2 separate regions of the Sus scrofa genome follow, and region 1 is linked to region 2. The links are chromatin contacts, called in public Hi-C maps. All regions are on one chromosome and are shown on one strand. Each heading gives the region's core, a stretch centred on a gene start, on an enhancer-like site or on the middle of the called end of the contact. The rest is flanking DNA. Distances are from core to core; before and after follow the strand shown.

The links. A called contact is a pair of places that touch in the nucleus more often than the background predicts.
Region 1: a contact with region 2 is called in a Hi-C map of skeletal muscle, with 4 times the contacts expected there. The contact joins the promoter of PRELP here to the promoter of FMOD in region 2. A contact is called at or near these places in 2 of 5 promoter capture datasets (fetal liver and liver), 29 of 47 Hi-C or Micro-C datasets (adipose tissue, alveolar macrophages, blood and 14 more) and 2 of 2 datasets of contacts at active chromatin or transcription factors (alveolar macrophages and skeletal muscle).

What each region holds. Positions count from the first base shown.
Region 1 is chr9:64,189,553-64,196,290 of Sscrofa11.1, forward strand. It overlaps PRELP (prolargin), which reads left to right and starts at 1,430. Exons shown (of 3, transcript XM_003130106.4): 1 at 1,430-1,607. LOC106507842 (a long non-coding RNA gene) reads right to left here and starts at 6,605. Exons shown (of 3, transcript XR_001304135.2): 1 at 5,608-6,605; 2 at 3,702-3,744; 3 at 1,617-2,666.
Region 2 is chr9:64,071,006-64,077,402 of Sscrofa11.1, forward strand. FMOD (fibromodulin) reads right to left here and starts at 2,848. Exons shown (of 3, transcript XM_003130105.4): 1 at 2,483-2,848.

The sequences.
Region 1 (6,738 bases), core at 180-2,679, 120 kb after region 2:
GCTAGGGTCTGATGTCCTCAGTCTGCAGAAGGGGACATGTACACTTTGGATGAAAAACTAAATGCATGAGTGAGTGTCCCAGCACACCCAGGGTCAATGACTATGGACAGCAGCTACACACTGTCCTCCAGCAAGACCTCACCAGCCGGTGTGGAAGGCACAAGATTTTGGGTGGAAGGGGGATGGGAAAAGAAGGTGCAGGTTTTATTTTTTCTTCCTTGTTTTTCAGTCTGATACCATTCATCATAATCCCCCTCCCAAAGCCTAACATCTTCCCAGGTTGTAAAATGCTTTCATATTTATATCATTTAATCTTCCCAACACTGTGAGGAAGGTATTATCCCCATTTTTTAGATGAGGAAATTGAGGCTCCACACGATCAAGTGACTCACTCGCCCAAGATCAACATAATTCATAAGAGGCAGAGCCCAGGACGGCTGATCCTAATTTTATTGTTCTTCCCTTTATTGCCAGATTGGGGAAGGGAGAAGGGAGTTCCCATCACTGGGCTCAGCAGCTCTCCAAGGACTGATGATAGAAAAAGTAAATCCCATTGAGTTTTTTAAGTAGTCAACTGAGGTCGCAGGAAGTTTTGATGGGCAGCTACTTAACACAGCTATAAGTGTGTTGTAGTTTTTGGTTGAGAGAACTGATAGAGGTAATGGTCTTACTTGAATGGGATGACATGGACAGGGGACCCTGGGATTCCCCCATATACTTTGTGTGATGACTATATGGCCCCCAAATCTCTCCTGAGTACAATATACATGGAGAAGCTGGCACTGTCCACATGGACAGTGACTTTAAGTCTTACAGCAAATTTTTACTCTCTTGCCTTTGCAGTATAATCCCAGGTCAGACTTTCCCTCTCTGGTTCTCAGAGCATCCCAAACCAAGGCTCAGTCCTGGGCTAGCTTGCACAGCAAGACTCCATTCCCTTAGCAACCTCTCAGAGAAGGCAACCTGGGGAAGAATTGTGTCTGCTTAAAGGAAACATCCCACACCCCTCACATCTGGGAATTGAACACGGGCAGTGAAGGGCATCAGAAGCAAGACAGTTGTTAGGAGGAGGAATGAAACAGTCTGGTGCTGGACCCAGCCATCCAGTCCTGGCCTGCACAGAAGTTGCTTTTCATTCCTTTTCCTCTGTTAATTTGGCTTGCTTTCCAAACATGGGTCAAACAATCTCCCTCCCAGAAGCAGCAGCAGAAGGAAATGTTATTAAAAACGAGTCCGTTAGTGGGCATGGTGTGTGGATGAAGTCTTTGGGAGTTTTGGCTGCTAAATAAAGACTTTATTGTTGTCATTCCTCCTTTCCCAAGCTCCCTCCCTCTCTTCTCTCCTCCCTCCCTCCTCCCCCCTCCCTCCGTCCTCCTCTCCCTCCTTACGATCTGGATCTGCCTGTCCCTCCCCCTAACCTAACCTCCCCACCCCAATAGGATCCAGTGGAAGAAAAGTCAGGCAAACTCGAGCACGAACACACCACAAGGAGATCAGAACTTCCAGCTGGCTCTCTGCTGCCACAGCTCCACCAAAGGGTGGGGGGAATCAGAGGGAGCCTTGCCGGACACTAAACCCAGAGCTGAGAGGAGAGGCAGGTGGTACAGGTAAGCCCAGTGGGAGATGGGGAGGAAGACTCCTGCCTCCAGCCAGTCTCCTGCTCCGTCCAACCTTGTTACTGATCTAGTCTCTATCTTTTCCTTCCTTCCTTCCACCCACCAAACGTCTCCCCTTTCAAAGGAACTCAAATTAATTCTTCCTCATTTGTTATTTCTTGTTATTGATCTAGTCTCTATCTTTTCCTTCCACCCACCAAACATCTCTCCTTTCAAAGGAACTCAAATTAATTCTTCCTCATTTCTTCTCCACCCTCTTTCTTCTCTTCATCATTCTCTATCCATGTCTTTGTTTTGCTGCAAAGTTAAACTTTCTTGGTACGGGTGTTGGTTGTAGGGCAGACAAACACCACACACAGCATTTCTACAAATCAGGTTCCCAGAGAAACCCTACTCTAGAACCCATTTCTCTGAACCTTTCACGTTTTGTCACACACCATCACAGGCATACACACGTGTCACACAGAGGCTACGCTTCCACTCCACATGCACACACACAAACTACACACACAGTACAAAGGCATCCTGTCCATTCACCTCCACTCTGGCTGCACAGGAGGTGCAGCGCTAGACCACATAGTGACCAGACACCAGGAGGGACACGCACACGCACACACAAACACACACACACACTGCCTCTTGTCTCTCACCCTCTCACACACCTCCCCAACTGTACAAGGAAAGGGAAAGTGCATTTTCCCACTGTGATGGTGGAGCCAAAAGAAATCATGTGTCCTGCGTCCAGCCTGAGCAGGAAGGGGATGAACGAGTGCAAAAGCTGGAAGGATGTCTTTGCTCTTTAGAACTTAATTAGGCAGGGGAGGGAAAAATAGCTTTCCCATCTGCACAGTGTCCTCCCTGTACCTCTGACTTTCTCAGTCTCACTGGTCCAAGCCACTTGTCTTTTGGAAAGAAAGAGAAGAAAGCAACCCCGCTCCCAAGCTTTGGAGGTCATAATTCTCAGCTCTGGGGGCAAAGCATTTCATTTTTATTGCAGGCATATTTCTTTTTAAAGCCACTTCAAAATCATCCCAGGTTGGCAAGAGGTCCCTGTGGGAGAGAAAAAGGGACAGTAGTTCCTTAATCAGTCAGGGAGGGGAAAAACTAAAGTGGGTAACTGAATGGAGCTTGTTTCCAAAGAGGGTGGACCTTTTCTACCCACCACCTCACTCCAGGAGAAAGAGCTGTCCCATGGCAGGCAGGGCATGGGCCAGATTAAGTTTTCTCAATACAGTTGATCTGGGGGCAGGGGTGGAGGAGAGGGGTGCGTACTAAAAACATAGACCCCTTGCTCCAGAACCACTGCATCGAGACCCAGGAATCTGTTGTTGTTTTAGGACTTGAGAGCATCTGAACCAGGGGCCCGAGGGAGTCCCATGTGGGACGGAAGAGCCCAGGACTTCTGGCAGTCTTATCTGGGCAGAAGGCCTATGTGGCATCCTGGACAAGGACTGTCTGATGGAGGAGCTCCAGAGTGCTCCAAACGGGCCACCCTCTTTTGCGGAGTAGAAGCAAGCACCTGAGGGAAAAGGGAAGCTCTCTTGTGAACATCCCACCTCCCTTCTCCAGGCAAGCATTGGCAGCCAGATAAAGGGAGAACATTCCAGAAAGAAAATTCCCTCAAAGTAGTTCCAAAGAGCTTATGTTTCCCCTTGCCTACTAATCTGCCTGCCCTGGGCCCCCATCCCTTCTGGATCCCCCCAAACAGCTGTCTGTTCTGGTGGCTCACACAGGGTAGAGGGGCAGCCCCATTTATGGGGCCCATGTGGGAGGCTGGAAGGGCCAAAAAGCCAGGTGCAAAGGGTTGGGAGGGGAAGTCATGAACCGCAGTGGGACACCATGGCCACCTGAGGAAATGAGACTGTACCATCCCTGGCCAACATCCTCTCACCTGCTGCAGGAAGGTCTAGTGTGGGGCTGGTGAGTTGGAGGAACAGAGTGAATGTTCCCCATTCCCCAAATGGCTGGGGACATCTATCTCTCTAATTCGTTGGTTCTGAGACCCAGGTGTCATATCACAGGCCCCGAAGGGGAAGAAGTTGCTCTGTGTGGAAGAGTTGGGGAAAATCCACGAGCTGTACCCACCTGCAAGGATCCTTGCCTTCCAGAGGGCTGCCCTCTGGCCAAGCTGAAAGGAAAGAGACTCTGTGATTTTTAAAATAATGTGAACTATAGCTTCTCATTCACTGAGCACTCATTTTTCACACATTTATGCATTTACTTCAAAATAAAATGGGTGTTAGGATGCCCATTTTACAGATGAGGAAGCTGAAGCTTGGTAGAAGTAAGAGATTTCCCAAGAGCACCCACCTAACAGCTAAAGAGTTGCAGGGTTGAGACCCAGGTCTACAAGCGCCCAAAGCACCAGAAGATTCTTACAAGCTTTCTTCAGAGGGTGGAGATGCTAGGGGATGGAAACAGAGAAAAGGATATGGTGAGGTGACAGCCTGTCGGCAAGCAAGAGACATCTCACCCTTGCTTCTTCCCCGGACCCTTGGAAAGGAAAACTTGCTCTTCTGGACTAGTGGCTTGAGGCCAAAAAAACATTCTGTTTACACTTGGCCTTGCGATAGACCCTGGAGAGACGGATGGTCCTTTCCTAAGAGTGTTATATTTATTTTTAGCACTTTTTGATCTGCAGCACATGTTCAAGTCACTTAACCCACTTATTTCTGAAAACAACTGGGTGAGGAAGAGAGGGATAGGGAAGATTTCATGACCCCCATTGTACAGATAAGGAATCAGAGGCTGAGAAGAGGGTCTCATCACTGGGTAGCAGTAGACGGGCCGAGACCCTGCGTGCCCTGCCTCATCTGAACCACGAGGCTCTCCCTGCCGCTGCCCCAATCAGGCTCAGCCTTATATTGATTTCACTCCCCAGGAAAGGGACAATTGCATCAATGATGTGTTGAATTTGTGACGCCTCCATTCAGCCCTTTCCTTACCCCAAGACCCCACCAGCCCCACTTGGAGGCCCTGGAAGAATCTCAGGCAGCCTGGGAGGACCTGCCTCACTATTCTGCTAACAAGAGAGAGAGACCACCTGATCTTCCTGGCTTCCAACCCCCTTCGGGGTTTCAGGAAGAGATCAAGGGAGGAGGATGGCTTTCAGAAGTCTGAGTTTAGACAGAAAGAGGGAACGAAAGAGGGTCATCACAAGGTCCAAGGGTGTGGCTCTATGGGAGGGGCAGCTCCATCCTCTGTGTGGGGTCACTGGTTGCATTAAGCCATGGAGGCTCAGGGTGACCAGCTAGATGGGAAATTTGACGAGAAAGAAGAACACCAAGAAGTAGTGTGGAGTCATCCTCTTCAACCCAGGGAAACACACCCAACCTCACTCCCAGCCCAACCCCAATCCCAGACTCTCCCCAAACTAAGCCAATTACCCTTAAATGTGCCCTAAGGACTTCGCACACCCGGCCCGTCCCTGAGGCTCATCATTGCAAGAGTCCCGGGTATCTGAACCTTAAATGAATGAATTGATGACCTAAACAGGGACCTGGCTATCTCACTTTAAAAATCAGTCTCTCTAGAGAATATGATCTTTTATACACGAACAATTGAATAAACAAAACCCTTGCCATTTGTAGAGATTTTATGCTCTACAGCATATGCCTTGATGTGTGTGATCTCATTGGATCCTCACATAGCTGAGGAGCCTGGGGCCTGGGAAGAAGTGTCAAAGCCAGGATCCAAGCCCAGATATCTAGTACTTGGAATCGAAATTTGAACTTAAAACTCTCTTAGGAAATGTTCTTAAATGAGAGAGTGAATTTGGGATTAGTCAAAGCAATTGCTTTTCCCCCAAGCATGAGCAGCTTTTTGAGAGCCGACTTAGGAGAACACAGGGCTGCAGGAGGCTGGTGTTTTAGCTGGGCCACGTGAGTTCATAGACCAAGCAGTGAGCACAGCCCAGCAGAAAGCTGAGAGGTGGAGAGGTATGCATGCAGAGGCACAAGAAATTTAAAAATCACACAAGCTTATAACCCACCTTAAGGGAGCTTATGACTGGACAGAAAGTTCTAGAAGACAGGAACATAAGACGGTGTGACTTCGGGCTTTGTGAGGAAGACCAGGGACCTCTTGTCTGTCATGATTCTGGTTGGGAGATTTAGACTCTGGGGGCTGCCCAGGCTCCAGCTGGAAGGGTGATTGCCCAATGAGAAAAGTCTTAGAAACGAGTGCAATTTCCTGAAAAAAGAAGCATGCAAGCATGCGCGCGCGTGCACACACACACACACACACACACACAGAACGGTTCAGCCTCAGGGCTAAGAAAAGGAGAATTGAACGGATCCAGTTTCTCCATAGAACAGGCCTGGGAGGCTCTCCTCGGGAACCTCCCCGCCTCAGCCCTGCCTGCTGCCCCCGCCCTGGGTTCTGAGAGGAGCCTGGCCGGCCCCCAGAGCTCTGGCGTGTAGAAGAGTCAGAGACTGGTGGGAAGAAAAGCTCCCCGAAAAGTCTGGTGCAGGAGATGGGAGTGAGGAAAGCCTGAGTTCACTGTGGGTGGAAGGAGACGGAGGCAGCCCTGACCTGTGACTTTGTCACCCCAGACAACAGGGCCACAGGCTGCCCAGGCCCAGAGCCACCAAGAAACGCCCCTGAGCAAGGGCCAGCTGCCTGAGTCATTCTGCCTTCCAGCGCAGGCTTCTGCTGGAAGCTCTGGACAAGTTTTGCTTGCTTCACTCAGGGCCGCATGGCACCTGGTGACAAAGGCAATGAAGGAAAAGGGTCCAGCCAGGCTGGGAAGCCTCTCGGGGCAGGGGAGAGATCTCTTGCTTATTGTCAGGTTTCTGGATGATGAGGAAATAAACAAAAGAAAGCCAAAAAATTCAAGGTCAAAAAAATTAGGGCTTTTAACAGTGTTTGTTTTTAGTATACTAATGCTTGAACTACTCCTTTAAAATCTACATGCAATATGGAGTTCCTATTGTGACGCAGCAGAAACGAACCCAACCAGTATCCCCGAGGATGTGGGTTCGATCCTGGGCCTGAACCAGTGGGTTAAGGATCTGATGTTGTCCTGAGCTGTGGTGTAGGTCGCAGATGTGGCCTGGATCTGGTGTGGCTGTGGCTGTGGCTGTGGCTTAGGCCCAGGCCCAAGGCTACAGCTCCAATTCGA
Region 2 (6,397 bases), core at 1,598-4,097:
GTCACAGAAACACAGCCTTTGAGATTAGAAGGAGACTGAATGGAGGTGCTGCATCTTTTTGGAGGGACAGGTCCATAGGAACCTCCAGCAACCTGAAGGTACTGTTGAGGGAAATGGAAAGCCTGCAGAAATTCCCAGAAGAGTGGTGGTGGTGGGTGCTCCTTAGGCCTGATTTCACATCCATTTTGGATTCTCCAGAAATAATGATTTCTAAGAGTCCAAGGAAAAAGCCCTCTGGTTCTTTCCACGTCTCTGGGAAACCTCCAGAAGTGGCTTGAGATCTCAAAGGAGAAGATCTGAATTACTTGTGGAAGATCTTTTGGTCTCTCAGGAAGGTGGGGGGCTCTGGTTTTGAGTATGTGGGGAAGGGTGTGGTCCCTCTGTAGCCACCACAAGGCTTAGGCTTGTGGTGCCAGCATCTGTAACAGCCTGCTCACAAGGAAACTCTCTGGTTGGCAGTTTGTGGCTGCACAGGCAACTTGGTTGGCATGGGGTATTCATATAACAGTTACAGACCCCCTCCAGACTGGGGATGCTGCCCCCTGGTATGGTATTTGTCTACTAGAGTGGGTATTGAGTATATGGAGTTTTAGTCAGTGCCCTTGGTAGTCCTCTGTGGTGTCTAATAAAGTGTTAGTACTTCTCATGCTCCACCACGGACATTATGTAAGAGCCACGTGGGGCCAAGAGAAATGAAGGAGGAATGAGGAATAATCATTAAAATGGAACTGAAATTGAAGACTTTGCAAAGGAACATGGCTTTCGAATGGGATTCTGGCATCTTTCTCTTCTGTCCTAAGCCACTTATGATGACCTCTGGATTACTGGGCTCTGTATCTAGGCCCCCACATTGCCAGACAGTCCATTGCCTTTGTGCTTGTATGCTAGTGAGATGAGAGCAGGTAGGCTTGGAGAGAAGTGTGGGTTTGGTGTCATCTGAGAGGGAAGTTGAAAGGCTGGAAGATGAGGGTGGCATGTTAGGCTGGGTGTCTTACTCCGAGTACCTATAGCCAAAGCAAAGCAAAGTCCCTTTGAGCCATGGGCTTCCAGAAGGGTGAGCATTATCCTTGAGGAGAGAGACATTAGAACCTTTCTTGGCCCAAGAATTGTCACATATATCATTCACAACACTGTTGGGCCTTGCTGGAATTGGCAACTCTGGACAGGAAAAAGAAAAGGAGTCTAAAAGCCTAATCAGATCCAATGCACTGATGAGAAGGACCATGTCACTGATGAAAGTGACAGTCAATCTAGTCACCTTCCAGCCACTGGCTCTCTCAGCTCACTCTGTCCCCTAAAAGTGGTTCCCTTAGACCTACTTCTTTCCACTGGCCTCTGGGCTACAGAGGCGAGGCCCCTGGCTCATCCTCAGGCAGCCTCAGACAAAGAGCCCACAGTGTTTCTGAGGAGCTGACCCAACCGCCCACTGCCTGGGCACGCTGGCTGGGCCCTGGCACTGGCCAGGAGAGGACGGATGGAGTGGCCCACTGCCAGCAGTGCATTTTTCCATGCACAGCCCTGGGCTGCTGCAGGACCAAGGTGGCTGTCTGGAGGCTGGCACAGTGAGCCTCTGTCTCCATTTCCCCTTCCAGACGAGGCACCTTGGCAGACAAAAGCCACCTTCCTCTTCAAGACTCGATCTTCCAGGACTATGCGTCCTGCCCACTTTGGCTTCTCTTTTGGAGTCATGACTACTAAAAGGGTTTGGTGGGGACCTTATGCCTCTCTTTACCCCACCCTTATCTCTTAGCAGTGTTGCTCCAGGGTTGTATACTCTTGAATCCACCCCCATCCCCAACGCTAGAGACCCTCCTGTGCTCAGAGTTTTGTGAGATGGAAAGTTCCTAGGACTGGCAAGTTGGAGGGAGCTTACTCAGGGGCTACTGTTCTTCCATTTCTCCATTCTAGAGAACCATCTCTCCCTCCTGTCAGAGTCAAAGACATCAAACCAGAAGCTATCCCCTAACCTGAACTGGATTCCTATTTCGCAGCTTCTTGGCCATGGTCAGTTCTCAACACTTCTCTTTATTTTTCCCCTTTCACCCCAGCAACACACACACACACACACACACACACACACACACACACACACACACAGAGACACTACACAAAACTCCCCCTCTGCTCTCATAACAGCATTCAGGCACCACAACCTCTCTGTAAGGGAGAACACAAGGAGAGACACAAGGCTGGGACACTGGAATTTACAAGTAGTAGACAGAGAAGGTTCCCCTAGGTACCTGGCCCTTCACTTTTTCATGCCTGAAATTGGAGGCCCCCCAACAACCAGAGAGGAGCTGGAGAACAAAAGTAGCATGCTGGAACCCCTTACTTCTACTCCCCTTCCCCCCTCCAGCATCCTGGGACTCAGCCCAGAGGGCCAAGAGGAATGACTCCTCCCTCCTGGCCCTTTCCTGTTCCCCAGCCCCTTTCCTTTAGGGAACTACCAGGGACAAAAACTGAAGTAAAATGACTGACTTACCTCGAGTTGAACCTTTCAGAGAGTGATCAGGTCCCTCTGTCTGGCCTCCTTGGTTGGAGAGCGTGTGAGAGGGAGAGGAGTGAGCGTCTACTGAGAGTGTGCGGGTCTGTGCCAGACCAGGGCCCGCCCCCAAATTCCTAATCAAATATTGTGAAGAGAGGGGTTGAGGAGCCCGGATCCTGGCTTCTTCAGCTCTGCTGCAGGGGCGGAGCTCACACTCAACCGCGCAAAATCCTTCTGACTTCTGACGGCCTGACGCTGTAAAAACCACCTTCTTTCCACTCACTTATCTTCCCTAAAGCATTGGCAGCTCTGGGTCTCTTTCTGTTGAACGAGTTAGTGGCGCCCTAGAAGTTATTTGTACAGTCTCTCACAAAGTGCCTGGGTTTCTCATTAAACCCACAAAGGCAGATGCAGGGAAGGGGAGGGCTGGGATTGGGGAAGAGGCATTTTAACTCTTTAGGCAACCCACTTGTCCCCCTGGAGAGCGAGTGCTCATCCTTCTGGGCTCAGACACTCTCTGCGGACAGGGGGTTAGGCTTATGAACAAGGGAGCAGGGCACAAAGACAGCTGGCTCTGGCTCCAGCTCCATCTGTGACCGGTGTAGACTCATCTGGACTTTAGAGTTTCTCTCTCCCTCCTGGATAAAGGGAAAGAAAGGGACTCTTATATTTGTTGATCATTTGCTAGCATCATACACTTTCATCTAATCCTTGCAATGATCTTTGGGCTAATAACAAGTACCTTGTTGTAGCAAGGACTCTGTAAGCTACGAATATAGTTGGCCTAGAATATGGTTGATGCTCACTCTGTAGTAGAGCATTGTACCCATTTTACAGACATAGAGACCCTGAGTAAGGGGAGGATAAGGTCGGAGGAGCAGGCGGGGGCTAGACTTTTTGCCACGGAATGGATTAAATTTTATTTGGAATGTTTAAAAAATAACTTGTTCTAAGCAGAAGAAGTGAAGGGATCAGATTCACATTTTTAAAAGCACATGGGAGAGTCTGCTGTGTGGAGAAAAGGAGGAAACTGGAAGCAGGAGCCTCTTGCCCAGCTTCCTTGAGAGCTAATGGCAGATCAGCAGTGAAAAGGGAATAGTGTATTTTTATTATTTTATTTGTTGGCCATCCCTTGACATACAGAGTTCCCGAGCCAGGGATCAGATCTGAGCTGTAGTTGTGACCTAAGCTTAAGCTGCAGCTGCTGCTACGCCAGACCCTTGACCCACTGTGAGGCGCAGGGATCAAACCTGAGTCCCAGCACTCGCAAGACACTACTGATCCTATTGCGCCACAGCAGGAAATCCAGGATAATATATTTTTAGACAAAGAGCTGACAAGTCTTAAAGATGGACCAGATAGGGAGTTAGGGACAGTCAAGGATGAGCCTTTGATTTTGAGGTTGAGTAACTTAGTGGGTGCTAACGCTGTTTCCTGACGTTAGAAAGATGGGAGGGACAGGGTCTAAGTTAGAGATGCCTGTTAGGCCTTTGCATGGGGATACATGCAGGCAGTCAGATATATGAGTCTGAATTTGAAGTTCAGGGGCTAGAAGAATTTGGGTTATCTAGCATCTCAGTAGCTTAGATGTACCCATGTACCCTAAATGCTCTTTCTTCAACAAATTGTCTCATGCCAACATCCAAGAATCATCCCTTTAATTTTTTTTAAATTATGGTAAATTACACATCACATAAAATTTACTATCATAATTTTAAGTGTACAGTTCAGAAGTGTTAAGTACTGCACTTAACAGAAGTGTTAAATATTGTACAACCAGTCTCCAGAACTTATTCATCTTTCAAAATTGGCAGTCTGCATTCATTAAACAAAAATGCCCCATTTCACTCTCTCTCTGCCCCTGGCAACCATCCAGAGTAGAAAAAAACTTTCTATCTCTCTGAATTTGAATACTACCCATAACTTTGATAAGTGGAATCATACAGTATTTGTCTTTTTGTGACTGGCTTATTTCACATAGCATAATGGTCTCAAGGTTCATCCATGTTGTATCATGTGTCAGAATTTCCTTTCATTTAAGGGCTGAATAGTACTCTGTCGTATGGCTACATACCACATTTTGTCTATCCATTTATTGGTCAATGGACATTTGTGTTGCTTACACTTCTTAGCTATTGTGAATAATGCTGCTATGAACATGGGTGTAAAGGCATGTCTTTGAGATCCTGCTTTTAATTATTTTGGTTACATGTTCAAAAGTGGAATTGGTCTATTTTTAGTTTTTTTAAGGAATCGCCGTATTGTTTTCCATAGCAGAAAAACCATTTTACATTTCTAACAACAATGCACAAAATTCTTTACATTTTTACCAACAATGCACAATGTGAAACACACATTATTAAAAAAAAAAATTGAAAAAGCCTTAGATTTGAATTTGAAGATTTTAAAATTTGAATTTTAAAGAATAGCACTTTTGGTTGCTCCAATAGGTTTGAACTGTTGACATAATATGATAGGTCCTTGTTAGGGACCCAATCTCCTCAGGAATTTCAAAGAGGTTTTTTTTGTTTTGTTTTATTATTTCTTGGGCCACTCCCACAGCATATGGAGGTTCCCAGGCTAGGGGTCTAATCGGAGCTGTAGCCGCCAGCCTACGCCAGAGCCACAGCAACGCGGGATCCGAGCCGAGTCTGCCACCTACGCCACAGCTCACGGCAACACCGGATCCTTAACCCACTGAGCAAGGCCAGGGATCGAACCCACAACCTCATGGTTCCTAGTCGGATTCGTTAACCGCTGAGCCACGACGGGAACTCCCCTCAAAGAGTTTTTTTTTAAAGATTGAGTAAATGAATGGGCCTTTGCTGACTACCTACTATAAGGTTTACTTACATTATCTGACTTAATTACAATAGCTATTTTGCATTGGAAATAGGGGCTCAGAGATAAAAGTGACTGAGTAGTGGCAAAACAAAGATTTGAACTTTGACCTGCATGACTCCAAAGACAGGAAAAGGCCTTAGGACTGGTGGAGCGGAGGGGTGATGGACCCCACCCTGCTGTCAGGGCTGACTGACTTGGTTAATCTGAAGCTCAGCTAACCACAAGGGCCCAAGCTGCTTGGGGACAGGGGAGTATAAAGATGAGAGGTTTCCTTTCCTGACCTCCCACATACTTCTTTTCAATGTAATACATAGAAGCATGTACTCTGTGCCTGACATGCTCTTAAGTGTTGGGGACACAAAGATTTTGATATAATACCTTTTCAAATTAAGCAGATGTGGGAGTTTCCATTGTGGTGAAGTGGAAACTAATCTAATTGGTATCCATAAGGATACAGATTCGATCCCTGGCCTCACTCAGTGGGTCGGGATCTGGGTTGCCGTGAGCTGTGGTGTAGGTCACAGATGAGGCTCAGATCCCACCTTGCTGTGGCTGTGGTGTAGGCTGGCGGCTGTAGCTCTGATTCAACCCCTAGGCTGGGAACTTCCATGTGCCGCAGGTGTGGCCCTAAAAACCAAAAAAACAAACAAACAAACAAACAAAAAACCAAAGTAGATGTATATGAAGCAAACTCTGATCTCACAAGAGAGGCAAGAGTGAAGTTGGTTATAAATAATGCACAGACAACTTTCTTATACTTTTTGAGTCCAGAAAGCCATCACTTTTCAATAGAAAACACTGGTGAGCCTGAGAGATACTCCTTAGCTGGGCCTGTATAGCTTGGACAGATCCACCCATTAAATACAGATGTTAATTTTTTAAAATTCCAGGCATGCTGAATAATACTGTGTTTACTAACAGTGGAAGTCAGTAGAATCTGGAGACCAAACATTGATTGGGATTCTTTCCAATGAAAATCCGTCAAAAAAACACAGTATCCCCATGTAGGATTTGCACTTGGCCTTTGGTCATCCATCCCATTTCAAGGTAGGCTTGGGAGGAGGAAAA